2 separate regions of the Gossypium hirsutum genome follow, and region 2 is linked to region 1. A link is a contact called in public Hi-C data. All regions are on one chromosome and are shown on one strand. Each heading gives the region's core, a stretch centred on a gene start, on an enhancer-like site or on the middle of the called end of the contact. The rest is flanking DNA. Distances are from core to core; before and after follow the strand shown.

Region 1 (7,361 bases), core at 3,001-5,500:
CAAATAAATATGAAATACGAAAAAAATGAGATTTACAGAAGGGGGGAAAAAAAGACCTGGGTTTAACAGCTGATGATCTTTGAATATCACACTCGGAGCTATTTAAGTCAGCTGAGTCACTGAGTTGGATGATGGGAGCTGTTTCTGAAATGAGTTGGGTTCAACGAATTGTTCATATAAGACATGAACGAAAAGAATTAAATAGAAAATATACGAAGGAGATTCAGAATATTAGAAAATTCATTCAAGCCTTCATAGGAGAGAAAGCGTGAGAGAGGAAAGGGAGGATTCGGTGTAATTCAGCATATTTTGTAAATTAATGTGTTTGAATCAACGGTATCGATGTCTATAGTCGGGATTTTGATATTAAACTACATTTAGTGTACAAATAGCGGTACTCATTAAATTAGATATTAGGGTACTGGAGACAAAAGCATATTTAAGAAACTCTAAGAGTACGTTTAGTTCAATATAATGAAATGGAACTGTAATTTAATAGAGTTGTAATGGAATAGAACTGTAATCAGTAATTTAACTGTTTAGTTGAATAGAATGGAATAGAACTGTAATAGTATTCTTGTGTTTGGTTAAATGGAATGAAATTGTAATAGAATAAAAAAAAACTAAAATGATCAGAATACCCTTGCAAAATTTTTTTAGATAAATAATTATTTTTATTATTATTAAATCTTAATAAGATTATTATTAAAAATAATTTAATAAAAATAATAAATAATTTAATCATATTTTAACATAATTATTACTAAATATAATTTAATAAAATAATATATAATTTAATAAAATTCTTAATATAATTATTATATGAATTAAAAAATCATAATATATAATACTATAAAAATAATATATAATCTACTTTATTATTTTTAAACTGTACTACATAATGTGCTAAAATATCATTAGTGAAACAAATAATTTGATTATTCTACAATAAAAAATAAAATATAAGAAAACTTGAGAATTATATTTCACATCTAAACATAATATTCATATGTTCTTGGGAATGTTCCTCGAATAATTTTCAAGATTGGAATACTACAATATTTTTTTCTCTAGAAATCGTTAATGAGATAATACAATATTTTTTCTCTAGAAATCATTCACTATAAGATTGGAATACTACAATATTTTTTCTCTAAAAATCGCCATTGTAGGACATGATTTAATGCGCAGAGGTTTTGCAATCCATCCCTTGGTTAAAGTAATGCGTTAATGAGATAACTTGATATCCTTAAATATTCTATTCAGTTTCCCATAGTTCTTATATTTAATTCAACCACCAAAAAAAAGGGGAAGAAAAGAGAAACTATATATGAATAAGACAATAAATGAGTGTATGGTAGGAGCTGGTATTTATATTGAAAAGATTACGAAATAACATCATCAGTTTGCCCCAAAATGTGATTCTACCCAGATCCGCCCCTTATCACTCTGATCAATAGAACATTTTAATAGCATCCAAAAGATGAATAAAAAAAGGGCTGCCAAGACAAAAAAAGGCATTGTAATAAGCAACCAAAAAAACTGTTGAAAATGCTTCCTATCATTTGTATCACGAGCAGTAACAAGGAAAAATCAACCGACTTGAATAAGATGAAGCAAATTGGCATTGATGAGATATTACTTCTCATGTGCCAACATTGGGAGCTAGAGTTTATATAGGACCACCATGTGAATATCTCCATTGGTCACATGCTGAGCATTTATCCAGTTTCACACTATTTTCCAAGGTGCAAAACTTGCAGGACCAAAATTTGTACTTGGTGCCAATGTCTCTGGTCCTTTCCATGCAGCAAAGCTTGCATATTGGGGCTAATGGTTGCAATGTTTTCACATCAATGATATGCAAAGTAAGTTTCCAAGAGGGGGCATTAATATATATATATATATTTCTCCAGTTCAGGAGGCAAACAAGTAACACAAAACATCTCTCATTGTAAAAAAAAGCAAACATGGTCCATACCAATATTAATATATCATGGCCTGTGGAGCTCAAAAAGCACAAATTCATGATTATTAAGAACAACCAAAGCGAAAAATATGTGGGCCAAATACCATACAGGATAAGGATATACAACTAAAAAACAGGACCAAGCATGCCAGCGTGAACATTATCAATATAAATATCAAAATGTTTCATCACATAAAATACAATATAAAACATGAACATATGTGTTAAACAATATGATATCCCTTTATAAGCAAAGTATTTGAATGAAATGATATTGGTGCAGGAAACACTTACTGGATTCAATAAAGTGCATGATTGGCACTCCTACACCGCAGTTACTCCTTGATTTTCTGGAGAATCATCATTAAGCATAGGGGCAGAAGAAGTGGCACTTGAACTAGATTGGTGAGGTATAAGGTTATTGGATTTACAACTTCGTTTAGGATATTTGGCACCTTCATTGATAGAAGATCTAGATACAGGTGGGGTAGTTAAATCTACAAAGCTAGATTGCGGTTTACCTGGCCCATGGCTTCGTTTAAGAGAGGTTCCACCAAAAGCATGTCTGCTGGAAACATTATTGATACTCAATCTCTCTCCTCCTTGATCCAAGTCCAAATGATCCTGTAGAGTATCAGCATAGCTTTCTTCATCCCTAACAATGTCAGAGCAATAGGATCCACACCAGATATCATCCTGCAATCTCTTTTCAGTAGCCATTGCAACTGTTTGTATAGGACTAAGCGCATCCCTAATGGTGCTGTCACCACCAAGACATTAAAACCAGTATGTGCTACTTAATTATAGATTCTCCAAATTATCTTATATATCAAGATCTTTAGGATACCTAAGATAAAAATAAATGTGCATTTCTTAAAACCTTAACTAACCCTTATTTAATTGTAATAATTCCAGAAACACAAGTAGATAGACAAAAATGAGGAAACATGTAGAAGGAACACTGATTGAGCAAAGATCAGTCCAATTTTCCAAGTAAGACATGCATCCCAAATGGATTAAAACTAACATAGGGCTCAAATACATTGTAACCAATAATCAGATTATTCAACTAACATAAGCTCTCCCTTTTCCACATAGATAATGTTTAATCGTGAATCCATATATAGGCACATCCTGAGAACCTCCAGTCACACCTAATAATGCTTTCTTAATGATTTGATCCTCACACACCAGAATCTTTCATTTAATGGGCTTATATGGTTCTAACACAATAGCACGATCTTAAACAAGTCTTAACAGGAAAATTAGTAATATAGACATGAACCATCCATGAAACAGCATTTGGCACTGGAAAATGGTGATTAGGGACTATCTAAAAGAATGGAAATGGACCTTTCTAAGCTCATCCCAGAGCTTGTAAAAAACTAGCATTATGAGGACCATGGGCATTATGGCAAAGCTCATGAAGCATTGTATCAAGAACTTGATCGAAGTGATGAAAATCACAATCCCGGTTCGATCTTCATAGCCTTAACTTCACGTGGATGCCAGCTCCCACATTCAGCCCAAGCAAAGTTGGATTATTCAGACTATCAATATGAAAAAAAATCAAAACTAAATTCAGTATAATTTTTGAAAGTTAAGCCAAAGTAACTCCTAGTATGATAACTCAAAGCATGCAAACACTTCACAATTCTTTCAATGATTATTTGCCTTCGGCATTATGCTTTAGCATTGATAAAACACATCTTAATGCCATAAAAGAAAAGCGCTTGAATTTCAGTAGTATAACCGTAAATACCCATTCTTCCATCAATCATAATTGAAGAAAAAGAATTCAGCACAATTGAAGAAAAAAATCATTCTCTTTAACAGAATAAAAATACAAAAATAAATAAAATTGATAAAGATACCAGAATTCTGAGAGGAGCTTGACCCTCCATTTATGCTTACGCATAATGGGTTGAACTTGTTTGGCTATTTTCTCTAAGTTTTTTTTGGCTTCTTCTTCTCCAGGTTTCCTCTTCAATGCTTTGATTTCCCAGACCTTGTGCAAATCCCCCAAAATCATTTTCTTTTTTCAGATAATTTTGGGAAATATCAAAAACCTAATTCAAAATCATGAAAGGTTGAAACTTTAGAGATGAATATGGTTAAGAAGGCTGGAAGGAAATGGGAAAAAGAACGAAAAAGAGAAGAGGCTTCAGACGTGAGGAAGGAAGAAGGGTAAAATTGAAATTGAGACACTCTGAAGGGCTATTCTGTGGGTAAGGAACCGAATGTTATTCAACGTGTTTAGTGGGAATAGAGGTTGAATTGAATAAAGCTGTAATGGTATTACAGCCAACCAAACATTGGTTTGGTGGTGGGGCCCAATGAATTGGGTTGTAATCTATTCCTATTACACTCAACTAAATATAATGTAACTTTTAAGTTTGTAACGGGACATGGAGTATTATATACGTTGATATAAAAAATGTTAAAATATACTCTAGGTCCTTGTACTCTCTAAAAATTTGAAATTTAGTGTTTTGACTTTTATTTTTAGTAATTTGGTCTCTCTATTTTTAAGATTTCAAAATTTAATATCAATTGTTAACACCATTAAAATTCTTTTGTTAAATTCACTGGTATGACATTTTGAAATAACAAAATACTCACTTTGGTAGCTACATAATAAAAAGAATAGTATTGTAATAAACTTCAACTTAACAGAAATATTTTAGCAAAATTAACAATTAGACTTAAATTTTAAAAATTAAAAAGTAGAAAGACTAAATCCTAGAAATAAAAGTAGAGAGTCTAAATACGTTTAAAAAGTACATCGACTCGGAGGATATTTTAACCTAGAAAAATAAAGATTAAATATTTTATAATATGGAATTACTATAACTAAATATGTCACACCAATTATGTGGGTGGAAAATTATGTAATAAATAATTTTTTTTAATCAGACTAGTACTCGAACAGGTCAAATCACTAATTCAGCGGTTCGATCGACTCAATTAGTCCAAGTCAACTAGTTCCAAATACCTCTCAAAAACGATACTTGACCGGTTCTTGATCTAATCGGTCTGGTCCTATACATACAATATTGGTCATGAATATATTTACTAAAAAGTCATATAAAACTAAATCTTTATTTTGTTGTAATGGTAAAGTTAAAGGTTTGATATACATAATATTACTTTGGTTTAAATATCATTATAGGGACTCGATTCATGGGTGACTCCAAATTATCTTGGGGTTTTCTTATATTAGAGGTTATTATTATGGGCAAAACACTTAACTTTAAAAAGTTACAAAATAGTCACCCAACTAATCGCATTTGCATTTTTTGGTCCAATTCCATTAACTATTGTTAACTTTGTGACAGAGAGATGATGTGGCAATTAAAAAATGTTATAATAACAAATTTAGCCCTTAACATTTACACATTGTGTCAATTTGGTCCTGATTTTAGAAAACAAAACCTTTAGCAATTTACACATTGTCTTAATGTGGTCTTGATTATAAAAATTATATGATTCTTGTGTTTCACATCTGTTTCTTCCTATCCTCTTCCCTTTTCCCTTCTCTTATCCTTTCTTGTTACTCACCCAAACATTCTCTCACGCAAAGCCTCCTTTTATTTAGATGAATATCATTTTATTGGTTAAATATTTAGTTTTCCTTTTATTTTAATTTTTTATTTTGTGATGAAATTTCAGTTATAACTTGGTCACTTCAAAACCTAAGAACCAAATCATTGTTGTAACACCCAGATATCATTATTATTTCGAAATTAATGAAACTAGGACTAAATTGAGAGGAATAGCATCATAGAATCCTACCAGGTAATTTAGAAATTGAAGTGGCCAAATTCCGATTAGTTGGATCCCAACTTTGGTTTGGTTAGGATAGAACCGGCCGGTTCCAAAGTGGGAAACAAAATGGCTAAGAATGGATGGTGGATATGGTTGGTGTGGACCATGCCTAAGGAGAATATATATAAGACATTAGTGGAGGTAGATTTTTCTGAAGTCTGTTGATAGATTTTGTCATCTCCCTAGCATCATATTCTTAAGTCATCCTGAAGAAAAAGGGGGATGCAGATAAAGGTAGTTCTGCATGTAGCGACAGAGGTGTGAGTTTAAGGTTGGTAATGGAAAATGAAGGAACTGCTACCAAGATGAAGGAAACTTTGTTGTTTGGACTAGCTAAGCTATCAAGGATAACAAAACAAGGTGAATATCTGCACTTTATCTTATGGTTGTTAAATGTTGTTATGAGAAATTGTCATGCTAATGCTGATCATAATAGTAAATTATTGTTGAATGATTATCTGGCATAGGGTATTGCATAACAATGTTTTGTATGGTATATATGTTTACTGTATGCATGGTATGAGAGGGGAGACTAATAATGGGTTAGACGAAGCTAGGAATGCGAAAAAGGGGTGATTTTGTTAGATAACACCATACAGTATTGTTGAGTGCAAATTGTGATGAGCAAAGCTTTGACCTTGCAAAAGGGACACTACAACGTTCAAGCATTAAGGTTAGAAATGGTGAAATGGAGGTATAACGCCCTAAATTTGGGCCTAAAAGTATTGGGCCTTGAGTATGGGTCCGTAAGGAGGTTGGATATAAGCATTTAATTGTGCAAGGAAATGACACAATTGATTGTCTGCTGCAGTGGTTAAGTGATTAGGAGTGTTTGGGAGTGTTGGAGAAATCTTGGGTTCAAACTTGGGCTTTAGCAAAAATTTTGGTTTTAAGTGAATAAAACTCTAGGTGCTTGGATGAAGGCCTTTTAAATTATTGTGGTAAATAAATGACACAAGGAAGCATGTGGTCTAGTGGTTGTGGCATCATTAAGGTTGCAAGGGAGCCTGGGTTCAAGTCTTGGCTCTTGCAATTTATTTTGGTTTTTCTTTTAAAGGAACCTGGACTTTGGCCTATAGACCTTATAATTAATTGACGCTAAAATGGTGACACAATGAGCCTTGTGGTGTAGTGGCAAGGTGGCATGTTGTGTAACTGTGAGGTCTAAGGTTCAAGTCTTAGGATACGCAATGGAGTATTTGTTTTTCTGTTTGAGCTGTGTAAGAGGTGGAGTTGGACTGGAACTCTGTGGTTGAAGTGGTCATAAAAAATAATGAATTTTCCTAATGGTTGAAAGTAATCCCACATCGGGAAGCTAACATGGGAATTGGTGAGAAGCTGGCTTTAAATAGAGCGAAGAAGATGAGTTGGTGAGGGAAAAAGTGATTAAGACTCAATGCAGGATGTGCCAAGGTTAGTGATCGTTGACTTTGGCGCGTTCTAATAAACAGGTGTGTATTTCGCACTACTCAGCAGTAGAACGGCAAATGCCGGAATGCCGAAATACTAGTCACACGACGATGGCAGCTACACAAGCGTGCGAGCGCACTTGTGGGAGCTTTGA
Region 2 (7,361 bases), core at 1,859-4,358, 460 kb before region 1:
CTTGGTTTATCAGCCTTGCCTTATAACAAAAATGGGCATTGTGTATTTCATTGCTCAAAATCTTGCTTTTTGCATAACTAGAAGCATTTCCTGTGGACAATGGTCGGCCCAGATTCATCATACTCTGCTTTTGCGATCCACATCTGCATACAAAACAATCAAAATTTACTCAAATAGAGTGTGAGAGTACAAGATATGTGTTCTTTTTTTCTTTTCAAAATTTTCATGTATTTAGAAGAGTTTTGGAGGATTATATCTTTATTCTCATGTTGGCGTATGCATTGGCATAAGTGTCAAACACAACTGCCTTAAGAAAAATAAAAAGTCGAAGCAGCATAGTTTCTATACAGGTAGAGATGTTCATTTTAACAAGGAATGCAAAATTTGTGTAAAAATATTGGATTAATTGTATCAAATGTCTTCAAATTATGACCTAAATTACAGGCTTTAAAATGTTCTAATTGAGTCTCAGCTTATTAATGCCATATTAATAATCGTAGTTTGAGTACATCTGATATAATTAACCCTAAAAGGTATCTGAATCAAACAAAACTGTCCAAAGCATGTTTACGCTAAACACAAGATTCTAAAGAAGACTATAAAGGAATCTAAAGATGCCATGAGTTTTTCAAAGATAAAAGGAGATAATACCTGCTGGAAGGTGCTGAGGGATGCCAAAATGGAGCCTCCAATCCAAACGCTATACTTCCTCTCCGGTGGTGCAACCACTTTAATCTTCATGTTGCCTGGAGCTAATGCTGTGATTTCCTTGCTCATCCTATCGCCAATTCCAGGGAACATAGTGGTGCCGCCACTCAGGACAATATTTCCATAGAGATCTTTCCGGATTGTTAGAAATGGCCCTCCATGCAGCTCATGCAATCAAGGAGAAATTCATGCGCGTAAGAATTCATGCACATAAGTCTTCCGGATGAAACACATGCAACTGAAGATGTTAATGCTACTGTTTCATCTCAGTTTCATTTTGTTATTTTTTAACAATGTTTTTGTAATTTAGTTCATTTTGAACTATGTTTGGATGACAATTGATGTAACTTGATGGTAAAAGAGCTAATTACTAGCTTTGCTTTAGTATGCAAGTCAAATTTATCTAGTTCCGATGAATTAAGTGGAGTTAGGTAATGTTTAGGTGATAAACTTGTTGATTTTGACCAGCCAATGTCTGGTATATGTAATGGCTTCATGCCAAAGTTCATTTTAATGAAAAATATAGAATTTCATTCAATTTATGCTCCATTTTTTCTTTGCTTTCAATTCTATTCTTGTTTTCCCTTGCAAAATCTATTTGTTTCTTCCACAAGCTTCGAGCCTTGTTGCTCAAGACTCAGTTTTTTCTTCATTCCTGATCCGGATATATTACATTGTTGTTTAAGTTCATACTTTATCCGGATAAAGTGTCCCAAAACACCAACACGGATATCCACGTCGCACTTCATGATTGAGTTGTATGTGGTTTCATGAATGGCAGCAGCTTCCATTCCAATCATGGATGGTTGGAAGAGGACTTCAGGGCAGCGAAATCGCTCAGACCCAATGGTAATAACCTGTCCATCGGGTAGCTCATAGCTTTTCTCCACAAAAGAGTTGGTTTTCGCTATCTCCAGCTCTTGTTCAAAGTCAAGAGCAATGTAAGATAGCTTATCCTTCACATCCCTTACAATTTCCTGCTCGGCGGTCGTAGTGAAGGAATAGCCACGTTTCGTTAAGATTTTCATGAGGGCATCTGTGAGATCACGACCAGCTAGGTCGAGACGCAAGATGGCATGTGGGAGAGCATAGCCTTCATAGATAGGAACTGTGTGGCTCACACCATCTCCAGAATCCAAAACAATACCTAAACAAATGCATATTTGAGGCAAACAAAATAACATTTAAGAAAAGAAATAAAAAGTAGCTAGAGATTTTTCATTTGGGTACATCAAAACAGGAAATTCAAGAGCAAACAATTAAACACCGTTACGCATAATGTAAAGCGATATGTTTAACCGGCTTACAAGGATCTTGATTTATTGTTCATCATTGAGGAGTTCAGCACATATGTTTTTTTAACAATATCTAGGCAACAACATTTCATATTAGATTAGGTACCTACATTTTAAGAGAAGGGATTGTATGAAACTGTAATTTCACGTCATTATCCGTTTTTAATAGGAGAATGATAAATCAACTTTTTCCTCCTGATTTTTACCATTTTTAGTTGGATTTAAATTTTTACAGGAGAAAAAGGCTAAAAATCAGGAGAAAAAATTTGATTTGTCATTCTTCTGTTAGAAAGGAATAGGAATAGGGATGGCGTAAAACCACAATTTTATATCATCCTTCCTCTACATTTCAAATCCAAAAATTTCTTTAAAATTTTAAAATATTTATTATTTAATTATTATTTTGATACCCAACAAATTATTATTTCAATTTAAATTGAATTATCCATCAAATACCCACATGCATTAAATATTCGAATTTCATAAATTTAAAGAATTGAAATAAAAATTTAAAAGGTAACAAATAATGAATTTGAATATTAAAATCTTAATTTTTTTCATAAAAAATTATAAAAAAATTGTATTTTTAAAAATTATTTAGAAAAATATGGTGGTTTTAGTTATTTAAAAAATATAGTAATTTTTCTCTCCTCACAAGGTGATCCCATTATGTCATAATAGATCCAATATGTGAGATCGAATTACTTCATGTCAACCTCCAATGAAACCATCAAAAAATTGAAATATGAAAAGTTTTGATAAAGTGTGACACATGTCACATACATAGTGAACTCGTCCTCTAACACGATGGTATCACTATTTAAAAATATAACATTTTTACAAGAAATGACGAATTTTAATAATAAATATCCAAATTCGAGTTCATTATCTCTAAAAGTAAATTTAATAGGATATTCAAATACTAAAAAAAATCAAATATCCACAAATACTCAAATCCAGACCCTCATTTTCAACCTATTTGCCAATTTTCAATATATCACTTATGATGATAAATATAACGTTGAACAGTAAAGAAGAAGATGGTGAAAGAGGCCTAACCTGTTGTACGACCACTAGCATCCAAGGAAAGAACAGCCTGGATAGCGACGTACATTGCAGGGGCGTTGAATGTTTCAAATATGATTTGGGTCATTTTCTCACGAATAGCCTTTGGGTTAAGAGGAGCTTCAGTAAGGAGAATTGGGTGTTCTTCAGGGGCAACTCGAAGCTCGTTATAAAAAGTATGATGCCAGATTTTCTCCATATCATCCCAATTGTTAACAATACCGTGTTCAATTGGGTACTTCAATGTCAAAATACCTCTTTTCGATTGAGCTTCGTCTCCAACATAAGCATCTTTTTGGCCCATACCGACCATCATACCGGTGTGCCGAGGGCGACCAACGATACTGGGGAACATTGCTCTTGGAGCATCGTCTCCAGCAAATCCAGCCTGAAAAGTTTAAACATCAATCATTATCGAAAATAAAGGTTGACAGAACCTGAATCGCTGCCCGGATTTCACACCCATGATTACCTTCACCATTCCAGTCCCATTGTCACAAACAAGAGCTGAATATCTTCGGATTCTGCCATTTTCTATCGCCTGATTCAACCAAAATACAATACAAACATCAGTGAACATATACAATACAAAAAATAATCTCATATCTGAATCTGTCACATCCCATCACTGGAACAATTTGTAAGATCATGTGGTTATTAATTAATCTACTGAGACTAACCTAAATGACTGCATAATTAATCATAAACAAGAATAACACTGTCATCATGAACTGAAAATGAACTTCAACTGAGAAATTCAACGCGCAAATATTCGATTCAACTGTAATTTCAGTTTTCTTGTTTTTTTGTTGTTGAATAATCAGAAAATTTAAGGATAAAAGTTCACACTTCATAACATGATAATGCAGATTCAGTAATTAAACGCAAAAAACGCGAAGTCGAAAATAACATCATAATTAATCATAAACAAGTAGAACACTGGCATTGTTCCCTCCGCCATGAATTGAAAATGAACTTGAACTAAGAAATTCAATTTGCAAATGTGTGATTCAACTGTAATTTCAGTTTTCTTTTTCTTAAAGAAATAGAAAATCTGAGGATAAAATTTCAGATGTTGTACTATTATAATGTGGATCATTCATAATTGAACGCAAAATTAGGTAAAATATGAGGATCTACATTAAAAAGATCCTGAAGTTGAAGATCTAAGCACCAAAATCCGATCAAATTAATACCAAAAAATTGGTAGAAGATAAATCGGATGAAACAGACAGGTTGAATTAAAAAATAAGATGAAGAAAGAAAAGGATACTTTTCTTTTTTGTCGATTCTCTTTTTTTCTTGCAGTTTTAATGGACCGTTGAGTTTCGTAGAATTATGCGGTGAAAGGAACCCGCGCTATTTGCTTTAAGGAAAGCTATTTGTAAATTCACCTCAAATACGATATCGTTAGATCTTGGCCGTCCGTTTCCCTTGTCTACCCCTAATCTACAGACCTTATTTTTCGTCACATTCATGGTAGAAACAGCTGGCCCCTTTGGGTTTATAAATTTGTGTTTGACGGATCGATTGGACATTTTACCCAAAAAGCACGTTTTTAAACATTACTAATAAAATTGAGCTGTTTGTTGGGTTATTTATCGGATTAGGCCGTTTTTCTCGAAAACGTTCTGACGTCAGCACGCTTTAGTGTCCACGTCAGCAAAACGCTCCTCCAAAGAAGTGTTTTGCCTGTGTAACGGTAAAAAATTTGACCGTTGGCTTTCAACGGTCCAAAAAAATATAAAAAGGCCCCCCAAATCATTTTTTCACACAAATCTCTCACAATTTCTATAATTCTCTCAAAATTCATTTCCCTTAATTTATTTTTCACACAATTCTCTCATAATTCTCAACATTCTTTTAATATTCCCTTAAAAAATCTATCAAATTTTATCGAAATTTTCTCAAAAATCTATCAAAATTCTTTGTTTAATTTTTTTTTGAATTTAATTTTTTTAAAGTAAAAAAATCCGATCGTGATAGCAATGGCCGGAGAATTAATCCGTCTCGATAATAAGCACATCTCCGTTGATCAAATGACAATGGTAAGTGATAATTTTAAATTTCCAATACTATTCAATATTTTTTTAATTTATGCAAATTTAATTAAATTTGCAATACTATTTGATATTTTATTCATTTATGCAATTATAATTAAAATTTCAATATTGCTTGATTTTTTTTTTCGTTTATGATGTTTGCATTAATTAATTTATACAATTTTAATTAATTTTTGTTTTATAAATTTTTATAATAGTCTATAGATCGGGTGTTGCAATGCTACATCCGTAATTTGTTTGGTGCTCCATTGCCGTTGATCGAGAGTTACTTGCGGGAAGCGGGATTTTGGCACGTGGCCACGATAGGCGGGGGTGCAAGTTGGACCTGAAACTAATTAGTGTAATTAGTGCGTTGATAGAGAGATGGAGACCTGAGACGCACACTTTTCATCTTCCATGCGGAGAGTGTACTATCACTCTAGAAGATGTGCATTTGCAATTGAGATTGTCGGTGGATGGGTACGCAGTCACCTGGTCCACATCATCTACTGATTGGGGTGTCGTATGTTACGAGCTTTTGAGTGCTATACCGGATAATATTAACAGAGGTCGGATCGAGATGGGCTGATTACGAAACACATTCTCGGCTCCGGATAATGATTCGACTGAACTCGAAAGAATATGATATGCTCGGGTATACATTCTTAAGATGATTGGAGGTTATCTGATGCCGAACTTGTCACAAAACCTCTTACATTTGAGATGGTTACTGAAACTCGTAGATTTTGGAGCAGTCGGCGAATTGAGTTAGGGGTCTGCCGTGTTGGCAACATTGTACAAGGAAATGTGCGGGGTGATGCGACCAAACAAAGCCAAAATAAAAGTTTGCCAATCACTACTGCAATCATGGGCATGGTTTCGCTTTCTATTTTTACGTCCTCCAGTGGACCACCCATATACATTTTCACTCATAACGAAGTAAATTTTATATTAGATTTTACAATTATTACGTAGATTTAGAATATAATTGTATGCTAAAAAATTATTTAATTAGGTGAAACCATTCGATGAGTTATGTTGAAATACCTACCTCTCTCGAAGATATATGACTTCTATTAGACCAACGATCGGAAGCACAAGTAAGTATTAAATAAAATATATATACATAATAAAATAATCGTTTCGTATTTAGTATTTAGTATTTGGTATTATGTATTATGTATATAAGTAATATTTTTATCATGTTCATATAGTTTCAATAGACACCATACGAGGATCCGGCAATTCGGGTAGTAATTCCGGATGAATTCCTTCAAAATCCAAACGTTTGGCATGTGAAGGTTCCATTGGTGAACTATGTTATCGTGGAGATGCACCAGTCAGATAGAGTATTGCGGCAATTTGGATTCTGACAACCGATTCCCGTGGTACCCGAGGTGTTTGATGATAAGCACAAAGTCGACTTACGGCAACTGCATACAGATTGGCCGAAATTCTGGTCACACTATATTGAAATGTGGGAAAATCAGTATGATTATATACCTACTTGGGAACCAATCATCGTTCTAGAGTTAGTGTGCGCAACAGAATACATGCCATTATTTAGGATCCACGGCAAGCCATATTTACTATCGGAAGAGGAGAGGCGACGACAAATTCGTGCCCAAAGGGAATGACGGGGCCCTTTAAATCCAAGAAGAAGGGACGACGAGGAAAGCCCATCAACAGCGCCCACACAATCAATAGGCCCAACAGTTCAACCGGCGACACCCACATCATAGCCTTTTCAGATTATGCTAGGTGCGCATCCTAGCCCTTATATGTATCCTAACCCTTATATGTTTCCTTTTCCTAGTCTTATGGCAGGTTGGAATTCATGGCCTGGTTTATCTCCGTTTCTGATTACTCCGAGTTATCTGTCGATCTATAGGCCGCCGTCGCATGAGGGATCGCATGAGGCGCCATCGGGGAGCTCTTATTTCTACCAATCCCCATCACCTTACGGGATTCAAACACCTCCGCCATAGTTGATGTAAACACTGCCACAGTCATTATTCTATTAAGGGGGTTACCCTCCCAACACCCACAACTAGATCCTTTGCCGGAGGAATCACAGCCCCCACCAGAAGCTGATCCAAGGAGGAATACCTATCGACGACCCCCATGTGGCACTGATTACGACCGCCACGGACATTGATTTTTTTAATATATTTGTACAAACTTTTTTATATTATTTCATTTAATAAAATAAAAGTTCTTTTGAATAAGACAATTGTAATAAAACATAGAT

Evidence for each region. A called contact is a pair of places that touch in the nucleus more often than the background predicts.
Region 2: a Hi-C map of leaf shows a contact between it and region 1, with 2.5 times the contacts expected there. The contact joins the enhancer-like site here to the promoter of LOC107952241 in region 1. A contact is called at or near these places in 5 of 34 Hi-C or Micro-C datasets (callus, leaf and petal).

Annotation. Positions count from the first base shown.
Region 1 is chrA01:53,411,101-53,418,461 of Gossypium_hirsutum_v2.1, reverse strand. LOC107952241 reads right to left here and starts at 4,250. Exons shown (of 2, transcript XM_041097059.1): 1 at 3,844-4,250; 2 at 1-3,519.
Region 2 is chrA01:53,871,373-53,878,733 of Gossypium_hirsutum_v2.1, reverse strand. It overlaps the pseudogene LOC107900422. Among protein-coding and RNA genes, the nearest start is that of LOC107901973, 7.5 kb to the left of the region's middle. Within about 2 kb of position 3,108, at least 4 of the 9 cell types and tissues checked have an H3K27ac peak or open chromatin away from gene starts, as enhancers often do. A contact at or near this core is called in leaf, where this site is marked.